Linked DNA regions of Triticum aestivum: region 1 is linked to region 2. The links are chromatin contacts, called in public Hi-C maps. All regions are on one chromosome and are shown on one strand. The core of a region is the stretch at or near the end of the contact, and the rest is flanking DNA. Distances in the headings are between cores, read along the strand shown.

What was found. Hi-C and Micro-C count contacts between places; a contact is called where the count stands out from the background.
Region 1: a contact with region 2 is called in a Hi-C map of leaf, with 2.9 times the contacts expected there. The contact joins the enhancer-like site here to the promoter of LOC123093731 in region 2. A contact is called at or near these places in 4 of 5 Hi-C or Micro-C datasets (leaf and root) and 1 of 1 datasets of contacts at active chromatin or transcription factors (leaf).

What each region holds. Positions count from the first base shown.
Region 1 is chr4B:633,373,266-633,378,857 of IWGSC CS RefSeq v2.1, forward strand. No RefSeq gene overlaps it. Among protein-coding and RNA genes, the nearest start is that of LOC123093732, 13 kb to the right of the region's middle. Within about 2 kb of position 3,431, at least 1 of the 8 cell types and tissues checked has an H3K27ac peak or open chromatin away from gene starts, as enhancers often do. A contact at or near this core is called in leaf, where this site is marked.
Region 2 is chr4B:633,263,828-633,269,412 of IWGSC CS RefSeq v2.1, forward strand. LOC123093731 (serine carboxypeptidase-like 10) reads right to left here and starts at 3,711. Exons shown (of 14, transcript XM_044515762.1): 1 at 3,564-3,711; 2 at 3,205-3,470; 3 at 2,900-3,116; 4 at 2,262-2,384; 5 at 2,056-2,158; 6 at 1,883-1,920; 7 at 545-646; 8 at 168-248; 9 at 1-9. The coding sequence starts at 3,386. It overlaps LOC123093730 (serine carboxypeptidase-like 1), which reads right to left. Exons shown (of 13, transcript XR_006445521.1): 13 at 5,418-5,585.

The DNA.
Region 1 (5,592 bases), core at 2,181-4,680, 110 kb after region 2:
TATAGGCACACCCACTGATTTGTACATTATTTCAGAGAGCAACTAGTTAACGAGCGCTCCTTCGGGAGGCTCACAACGATCAGTGTCTCTTGGCGCGCTCTCGGCCGCCCGCCACATGTTGCACTCTGGGCGCTCCCTTCAGATTTTGCTTTTTTTATTTTTTCGCACGCGTTTTCGGCTTTTAAAATGGTTTTTTTGACGTTTCAGTTTTCCACTGGTTTTCCTTAACTTTCGGAACCAAAAAAAATGCACGAAAAAATGTGTTTTATATTTTTGCGAGAGTCACGGTTTTGCTTCCACGAGAGGCACGATTTTGCTTTTGCGAGAGTCACGGCCGTGACTCTCAGAAACGAAAAAAACGCATTTTCTATTTTTTTTTCCTTCCACGAGAGGAACGGTTTTGCTTTCGAGAGAGGGATGGTTGTGCTTTCGCGAGAGGCACGGCCGTGCCTCTCGGAAACGAAAAAAAACGTGTTTTCTGTTTTTTTTATTCTGAGGGAGGCACGGTTTTGCTTCCACGAGAGGCACGGTGCCTCTTTCGGAAAGGGGAAAACCCGTGCTCCCGTTTCGGTTTTTTCGTCCGGTTTTTTCCTGGAAAGAAAAGTTCATCAAAATCTATCAACATGGGATCTAGTTTTAAAGATCTCGATGTGAGGAATCCAATGATGAAAACGGTTCGAGATTTGAAAGCACGGTTTAAGAGATAAAATATTTTGAATAAACAAATCTATGAAAAAGGAGAAAACTCCCAGGTTGCGACAAGTGGCGCATATGGAACGCGACACTTGTTGCAACCTGGAAAAGTGGAGTGACCTTTGCAACGACTACTCCTTAGCTAGTAATTTCGGTTATTTCCTAGCCGCGGATGGGCTGTATTGTTCCGCAACCACACTTCTGTTATGGTCGAACGGGTGGGTTGGCCCTTCCCCACTAAAAAAAAAGGAAAATACACGCCTATGGCCTTTTTTTAACAGAGAAAGGTACCAACCGGCGCCAATATATTCAGCTCAAATTCAGTGTACATCATGATTACAGAAACTGCTTGCAAGAAAGAGATAATTAGACTGGAGAATCTGAGAAAGATGAGCTGAATAGAAGTCAGAGAAGACATGAAGGGAGCAGAATCCCTTCTGATGAACCACATGACTAACCAAAAGAAGGCAGCCTTAAGAAGAAGGTGACATGAACTGCCCTTCTGCTACTCAAAGAGCACAGATACACCATGGAAACAACATGAAGAGCAACTGGGCCAACAGCTTCAGAGTGAAATTGGACTCCAATAGCTTGCATCAAGTTCTGAAGAAGAAAGAGAACTTCAAACATACAGATAGTAGTCCAGCCGAGCTCCAAAATCATTGGCTTAGCCTGCAGATTCACGAATAAGTCTCCTTGCACCTGAAGAAGTCCATCCCTGCAACTGAAATACTACAAGAACAAATGAAGCAAAGTATCTTGAACAGAGAAGAAATAGACAACCAAGAAGCGAAGAGCAAGTAATTAACAGTGCAGTGTGTGAATCTTAATACCAGGAATTTGGAAATTAGAAAGAAGGGATAAAACATTGCATGAATTTTGCTTGCATTTAGAAAAAATACACCGTATGCAGCTAGATACCTTCAAGTTGAAAACCATAAAAAGAATTTGCCACTGGACATGGAGAAGATGAATGAGAATGAGCAGAACAAGTCAAAAAGGGTCCTCCAATAGATTGGAAGACCTGCTGAGCAAGGTTATGAACAATTCCATTAAAGTCCCAGGAAATGTGAAACACCTAAGGATTTAGATTAGAGGTACATTTAACAAAGGTCGCCAATTCTTTTCTAATATTTCAATGGGAAGTAGAATGAGAAATGTTCCAAGAGGCAACATCAGAGGCCAGCAAAAGAATGTCTGTCAAAAACGTGGGACAATGAATATTAAGGCGGGCCGCCAACTGAGCTGCACAGGCAAGAGCTACAGCTTCTGCTTGAAGAGGAGTAGAAGTAGAAGGTGCCGAAGCTTGACTTGAATATTGATCTCACCTTGGTTTGAAGGAATATAAAAATAGACACCGACACGTGTCCCCACTTGTCCATGTGTAAGACCTGGAATTTTTTACGACCGAAGCGCTGCATCCGAAAAAATCTTAGTACCAAGGATCAATAAATCAGATTTGAGAGTGCGGCCCTGTATAGGAAGATCGTGAGAAGCATGCATGTTAATTATTATTAGAGGATTTCTTATTAGGGAAATGGAAAGGCTCCTCTTGAAAGCCATAATCCATATTAGCCGCAACAATTTGGACTTGATATGGAAGATGCGTTTTGCGATCAAACAGAAAATCATTTTTAGCTTTCCAAATACACCACAAAAAATTGAGAACATTCTGCAAAGAAGCATGCGGCTGACCCATAGTAACAAGGTGAATAAGAATGGAATGCATTGTCAAGCGTCCTTGAATAAGAATGTCAGATCGAAGAAACCAAGGGGCCGAGAACCAAACTGCTCTAGCAAAGTCACAAAGAAAGAAAAGATGAAAACCATCTTCTTGTTGAGCACATCTACAATAGTTCTGAGAGATATCGTAGAAAAAAAGGACCCGCTCTCATCCCCGTAGGCAGAGCCCTACTAAGAAGTCTCCAAGCAAAGGTTTGAACTCGAGGAAGCAAGTTTTTTTGTTTCCAAATAGTCTTAAGAAAGTTTTTCAAGTCTGAAGAAACATCCATAGGAGCAGTTCTGGGATGAGCATAAATTGCGTGCAAGCAGAGTTCATAGGCCTTTTCTAGGTGCACGCCTACCTCTCCATGACTGGCCAAGGAAAACCAAGCCTTCCGTTATGGGAGGACCTCCTCCTGGCACTGGGCCGGCCACCGAGCGTAAGTACAATGGGTGACCTGACGAGGAAGGAAAAAGTACATCAGCAATTCGTCCCCGTGCCGAACCCCGACGGTGACTCCCGTTGTTTAGACGCCATTGAATCCGTCGTAACAGCTACATGTCCACAGTACTTGGCATTTCCGGATGGGTCTGTCTAGGATACATTTAGATGTGGCATAGTTATGTCACATCTAAGTTGATGTTCATTTTGTTTGTGTTTTTCTTTTTTTGCTTTTTGTTGCTGCATTATATTTTTATGAAAGCTTAGATGTGACATTTTGAAAAAAACATCTAGATGTGAATTAGACAGTTCTCGGATAACACCAACGCTCCGCCATTAGCCTAGCTCTACAGCATAACGACCCGACTTATTTTCGAGGCCTCATCGGGTCAGCGGATTAGTTCGCTTCCTTGCTTGCTAGGATGGATCGACAGACCACGCACCCGTGGCTTTCACGGAGAAGATGGACGGCGACGGCCGGAAAGACGAGGACACGAGGTTGCCACCTCCCTACCGCCCATGCCCATCGCTCATCGTCCGCCACCCGCCGGTGCACACGTTCCTGTCGTAGTCTGTCGACCGATCGATCCACTTGCTACATGATCGTCGCACAAACGCAACGGAACAACAGCGACGGAGCACCCGCACCGGCCGGCCGGCACGTGCTTCCAAGCCGGTAAAGCTCAACATGATGGGTATGACGTGAGCTGCTGGTTTGCCCATCTCAGTTAGAGTACGTACAGTGCGCAGACTGCGAGAGGTATCTCTTCTAGAGTTCTAGTATTACCTACAATACAACACGTATTTTAAAACCAGCTCGTTGTTTCTTGACATACTCCTCCAGATAATCACCTACTACTGGTGCTGATCTCTTCATTTAATTTGCATTAGCGTGCTGGGCTCGTATAGCTAGCATCAGAGACCACGGCATAGTAGTGTGCGGCAGTGAATCGTACCACGACATTCTCGATCCATCCCATCTGTAGGGGAATTAGTTAGGGGCTTGATCTACCCATCACCAGCAAAGCATAATTAATGAAGGACCCCTCGAGCTAGCTTGCAGCTACTGTGACCAATTCCGATCCAGTGCAAGGAACTACTCCTTCCGTTCCAAAATAGATGACCCAACTTTATACTATCGTTAGTACAAAGTTGGGTCATCTATTTTGGAACGAAGGGAGTACGTGGGTTAACTTATGGACGTGATCGACATCTGGTCCTCTTTACGTATTTATATGTAGACCGTTTGTTCGGGATGTAACCTCTCACAGACAATTTTATTTCGTACAGGTGGATGTGGATCCATCGCACATAATTATAACAACTGTGTCAAAGTCCTTGCATGGCAGGTAGTAGGATTCTGAAAACACGGGGATAGAAAAGACATGTCAAAACAGGTGATAGAAAACCACAGTTGCAAACTTATATTACATGTTTGGTTCATACTTCCTCCGTTTCTAAATGTAAGTCTTTTTAGACATTTTAAATGGACTATAAAATATGGATGTATATAGACATATTTTAAAATACAGATTTATTAATTTTGCTTCGTATATAGTCACTTGTTGAATCTTTAAAAAGACTTATATTTGGGAACAGAGGGAGTAGATGATAGGAAAAACACTGTTGTAAACCGGAAATTCAATTCGGCTCCCGGGCCCAAAAATTATTACAACTGTGTCAAAGTCCTTGGCTCCTTGCCTGAGGGGTAGGATTCTGAAAACACGGGGATATAATGGACATGGAAATTTGATAGGAATACATATCAAAACAGGTGACCGAAAACCACAGTCGTAAACTTATATCACATGTTTGGTTCATAGATGTAGGAAATTGTAAACCGAAATTCAATTCGGCTCCCGGGAGCACGTGCGTGAGTGCCCTAAAATATCTTTTCTTTCTTCTTTTCCTTTCTCCTTTTATTTTCCTATTCTTTCTACTTTTTTTATTCAATTTTTTTCTTTGAAACTCTGCGAACATCTTTAAAATTCGTGAATATTTTTGGAAACCATGAACATTTTTAGAATTTGCGAACATTGTTTGTGAATGTTATTTTTTTAAAATCACACTTTTTAAAAGAAATTCATAAACGTCTTGTGAAATTGTGAACATTTTCTAAATTTGTAAATAATACTTACTAATTCGCAAACATATTTCCAAAATTGTGATCATTTGTTTGAATCGATGAACTTTATTTGAAATTTGAGAATAATTTTTAGAATTCAAAAATATATTTTTACGAAGATTTTTGAAATGCATGAACATGTATCGAAATCATGAATATTTTTTAAACCAGTAATTTTTTCAATGGATGAAATTATTTTGAAATTCTTAAATATTTTATGATTTTCTTGACATTTATGAATAATTCACAAACATTTTTCAAAGTCATGAACATCTGTTGATTTCTGGAACATTTTTATTTCGAATTCATGAACATGTTTGCAATATGCAAATAGTTTTTCAAAATCATGAACATTTCTGAACTGCAAATATTTTAAAAATTCCCAAACACTTTTTCTAATCATGAACATTTTTTGAATTCACGGATATTTTATGATTTTTTGAATATATTTTTTTCGCAAATTCACATTTTGTGTCATAAATTAAACTTTTTTGAAACCCCGTAGTATTTTAAAGAGAAAAAAACAGAAAGCGAAAAAGCGACATGAAAAAGTTGGGTCGTCCCGCTACGCACATGGACCGCCCCTAAAACAAGTGCTGGGGGTAGTCGG
Region 2 (5,585 bases), core at 2,461-4,960:
CCTCATGCACTGTATCCCAAACCAAAAATACTGATCAAGTCATCAGCTAGCAAGCTACTACTCCCCGCAATTTATTTTAGAAAAAATCAAGCTACTACTGCTAGCTAAGTGTTTCGTGCGTTGCTACCGGGATAATCAACAAATTCGTGGTTGGTACTGGCACTCACCTCTTGGATGGCTTGGAGGGAATCGGCACAGTGGGCGTTCGATGCCCAACGGTATTCCCCCCCGCAGCTTTCACGAGCAGCCTGTAAGGTGAATAATAATACAAGCTAATCATATTTTATGCACCCGCGGACTAACTGATTTATAGGTGAACTATATATTGTTCCATGATATTCCAAATCGATAGTGATGCACTTGACCAAATTCAGTATTTAAGTTAATTGATATCAATTTTAATTCCGGCCGAGAGGCATTATCTTTGACTTGAGAGGTAGAAGCAAGCCGATACCAAATGTAATTTTGCACTAGTCATTTTCGTACAACATGCACGTAAATTACTCGAAGAAATAATAAACTTAAATATTTAGTTATATATCACCTCGTAGAGTTCATCTGGTATAATTCCCATCCCATGAAGAAATGGAACTCGAGCGTTGAAGGTCGTCGTGTTATCGGTTAATGGATTGCCAGCAATGACACCCTGATCAATTAAGATAAATTTCCATGTTGGTAGAATTCTCACTTCCTTACAAAGCTTATGTAAGGATCGCAACTTCACATATCTATAAGCATGCTAAACATATTATAATAACCTTGGTCAACCTCTGTATCTGAGAGTACAAATAAGCAAAGGTCATGGAGAAGTTCTAGCTTAACCTACGATGAACAATAAAAAATAGAAGAAGAAAAATCAAATAAAAATCTGAAAATTTGTGGCTTCAGAGATGCCCAAATGTTTTAGGTGCTTACAAAAGTTCATGGAGAAATGACAGCCTATGAGCTAAAAAAAAACACAGCACTCATAAATGCTCAAACTACTTTTTATCTGGAGCTCCTCGGATATCATTTTGCCATCAAATTTTGTAAGCACCTAACACATTTGTGCATATTTGAAGCCAAACAATTTCAGGATTTATTTTATTCTTCTACTTTTTTGATTTATATTGTTTATCAAGGGTACAATGCACCCATGTTTAGAAGAACCAGTCTCCAAAGGTCATTGCAAAGGTTCAACCACCCAAAAAAAGCATCAATGACCATATAAAAGGCATGGGGGTGAATTTCACCCAACCATTGTAACCATGTTTTGAAACCATTGAAGTTTAATAAATTCATAGATCTGATCCAGATACATGTTTGAACATAAATATTTAAGTTAAAACATAAACTACAGTTTTCAATGTTGTGTTATTAAACAAAACTTTCTTGGCCTTGATACAAAGGGAACCTGGCCCTGCCTTATCAATTCATTTTCTGTAAGATTATTTGTTCAATTATTTGACTTAGATGTAAGCAACAAAGACTTGTGTAGACATGAAACTCTAGAAGTAGATCTTAGACCATCTCTAGTGTTGACCAAAAGCGAATTTAAAACTCCTTCAAACCGATTACACAAATTGCAGCTACCAATGCTAAATGTTCAGAGGAGAAAAACGACACACCAGAGCGCCTTGTGTTTCATCCGTGCAAAGGGATAGGGACCATGGAGGAGCACATTTTATTTTCTATTCCATATGATCTCCATGTTTAGTTGTTGGAGCTTGTTCTTACACTGGAGCAAAATAATTAACCATTCCAAGTTCCTACTTTTTGATTTGAGTCGATCCACCACTAGAGATGATCTTAAAGGTCTTGGAAAGAGAGTGGTAAACATCACAAGAACACAAATATGAAACTTGAAAATAATATGTTGCAAGAGAAGTCATTAAAGTAATACCTTGAGATTAATGAGTCGCTCATTGCCGAGTTCTATCCCTAGAATGAAAGCGTCATGTAGGTTAAAAGACGCACTTCATGCTCACAAAAGAAATCCACAGGCTTTGAATAAACTATTAAGGAGAATAATCGGTGTTGATAGAGATGGAGAGTGTGAAGGAATTGATCAATTACCTTTAGCAATTTTCATAGCAAGAGAAGGTATGATTAAGCCGCTATATGAATCACCTGAAATATAGAGTGGATTTGGCAAGAACTGCGGATGTTCATCAAACCACTGTGAAGACAAGGAAACAATTGGAAAATTGTACCGATATGTTAACTTGTACATTCTAGTCGAAAAAGCATATAGATTAGAGCAGGTGGAGAGTGTAACCAACCGTTTCAAGGAAAATGTGCAGCTGCTGAACAACAATTGTGTCACTTTGTATGGTTCTCTTGTCTCCGGTCGCATATGAGAAGCCTGTTCCTACCGGAGAATCCACGAAGATGATGTTGCTAACCTACAATATATACGGAAGCAACACATTACAATACATAGCTTGCAAAAAAGAAGTCTTACATTGTGGTATGGAGGGAGCATATTTTTTACGCAACTACACACTACAATTTCTCCGCCGGAAGGAGGGGTTCTTAATTTTGTTGTATCAAAGGGAAAATTTGATTTTTGCCACTCTAGATTCCGCCAATTTTCTATATGCCACTCCAGATTTTGACATTTCACATTTATCACTCTTAGTTTTTGACAATTATCACAATTGCCATTCCCGTGGCAAGAGCAAAATTTTCAGAATGACAGTTGTGATAATTATCAAAAGCTAAGAGTGGCAAAAATGAAATAAAACTATTTTGCTTTTGCCACATAATGGCAATTGTGATAATTGTCAAAAGCTATGAATGGCAAAAGTGAAATGTGAAAACCTGGAATGGCATAAGAAAAATTGGCAAAAACAAAAAAATTCCCATCAACTAACCCCGCAACATAAAATTCATAACAAAACAGAGAAAAAGGTTTCACCTTTGCCCAAGACGATGGCTGGTAGAGCAGAGTAGGCAGGCCTCCCATGTAGCCATGGAAGTCAAAGTTGAAAGGGCCGATCTCGTAGGCGAGGCCTGAGAGGGCGGAGCAACCGGGCCCGCCCGTGAGCCAGAGAAGGACGGGGTCCTCCTCCGGGTCGTTCTCCGACTGGATGAAGTAGTAGAAGAGTTGGGCGCCGTCGTCCAGCCCCACGTACCTGCACCACGTGGACGTTGCATCATCATCATCCGAGGAGCGGGAGGAGGAAGAAGACAGAGAGCAGAGCACATGTATAGTATACGCACCCTGTTTCGAGGGAGAAGGGCAGGGGTCCGCTGAAACCGGGCAGCCGCGGCACGGCTTTGGTGGTGATAGACGGCGCTGCGGCGGAGAAGAAGGGATGGAGGAGGAGCAGCAGCAGGGATAAGAGCACAAGCGGCGGCCGGTGGGGCGGCGGCGTCGTCGCCATAGCTAAGCTTGACTCCATCGCCTTAGCTATGTGGCAAGCTTTGCACTAGCTGACTTGATTTGTTTGGATCGATGTTGGGACTGACCATCTGCTAGTGGAGTACTACACACGTACGAGAGACGAATTGAATAGCGTACCTACCCTCGTGTGTGAATCAACACATGAGAGAGACCATGAAAAACATGCATGCACTACCTGTACGAGTCAGGTCAGGTCAGCATCATCGTCGTCGCGTACCCCTCAAATCATGCTAAACTTAATCAGACGGGTCAAAACAGTGAAAATATCCCTGTTGTGCAGTGGCGCTACACCTACTGGCACTGGCAGGCAGGCAGAGTTACCGGGGATTTATGCAAATGGACGCCCGCGCCATCACTTAAATTCAGGCAGGCAGAAGCGGCGTTGAGGATTGTGCTACCCTCCCTACATGGTGAGCGTCACAGCTGAGTCACTGGCGAGCGGTCCAGTGCTGTCACGTCGTCATAACCACGGTGGATGCATATGTAGTTGGGTTAATTAAGATGGGTCAGCTGCAGTAGTACGCTACACACTGGACGTCGACGCCGACGTACCGGAAGAGCATACACCCGGGCCGTCCCTGTCACTGTCCGGTCTTTTTTTTTTACCCAGACGGCCATCTTAAACGTGCCTCAAACGTCCGGCTGATCGACACCCGCATATCCAGCCTAAATATGGGGCTGTTATGAAGCGCCCGGGCATGCCCGCCACATCGGTCTGACGGCGGGGTCCCATGCGAAAACGCCCGGAAATCCGGCGGTCCGACGGACGCCGCATCCGTCGGGGCAGTGTGAACGCCGCGTGGCGCCGCTCCGGCTTGCCGTTCAAGACCAAATCCGAGTATTTAAGCCGGACTGCGTCCCGCAACCCTAACCCATCCACCTCCTCCATCTCCTGCTTCGGCGCTCTGCCCACGCTCCGGCACCACGCCATGGTATGGAGCAAGATCACCTACTACGCCATGCTGACGCTGGAGCACTGCTACGAGATCCAGCAAGAGATCCGGGCAAGGCAAGCCGCGCGCCGCCCGCATCGTTGCCGGCCTGCCTCCGGGCTCGCCGGAGCCGGAGCCGGAGGAGGAGGAGGAGCAACCGGGGGAAGAGAAGGAGAAGGAGATGACTTCGATAGAGGTGGAGGAGGCGGAGGAGCCGGACCAGCAGGTGCCAGCCTTCAACATGGAGCAGTCGGATGCGGAGTTCGCCGTCATCTAGTCCGACGAGATGGCCGAGCAGCAGGCCATCCTGGAGTCCATCCAGGATGAGACCTATGTGAAGGCCAACCGGGGGTTCCTCCGGCGGGAGCAGGCGGGGTCCGACACGCTCTTTGCCGAATTCAACGCGGAGATAGAGGCGGAGGAGGCCAGAGTACAACAGCCGGAGCTGCAGCTGCCGCCCATGCTGCCGGAGTCGGGCACGGAGATCGCCATGATCTCCGACGAGGAGTAGCTAGGATCGACATAGTACGTAGGTTCTACTTTTTTCGCATGTCTTTGTATGCATATAAGAATCGAGTATGAGATATCCGAAGCAACAAATGAAATTTGAGGCGTGCCCGGTCACTGCCCATGTCCATGCCCGGACGCGTCCGTGGATATTTAAGAGGCCATATTTGTCATATATGATTGTAGTAGATGCTCTAACACGGCGTTCATGTCGATCGACCCCATCCATCCACAGCGACCCAGCATAGCACCAACCAACATGTGCACGCAACTTGGCTGCTACCGACGATATTTGATGCGACTTTGATAGCTTCACTAGGAGTACCAAGGAGTATACAGCATATGGATGAGCTTTTAACTGTAACTCCTTTTTGTATGTGGAGAAAACCCTTTTTGTTTGACTTGTACTAGTACATAGAAATCATACATACGTTGGCACCATTATATTACAGGCCTTTGCATAGGCTCAACGTCCACCCAAATCTCATAATCTGAAATGAATAGGACAAAAGAAAAACAGAGCTTTTTCCTGTGGGAGCTTATTTATTCATTTCCACCGGCTCCCCCACAAGCAGTGGCGGTGCCAGAAGTTCAAGTATGTGATGTCAATTTAAACTTATAATGTAAAATACATGTGTATTTACAAATTTTCTACCATCTTCGGCATAATTTTTACTTGTAATTAAGAGTTTCACCAAAATGTTGTGTGGTCAAGTGACTACACTACTGGAACGTGGCTTCGCCACTGCCCACAAGCT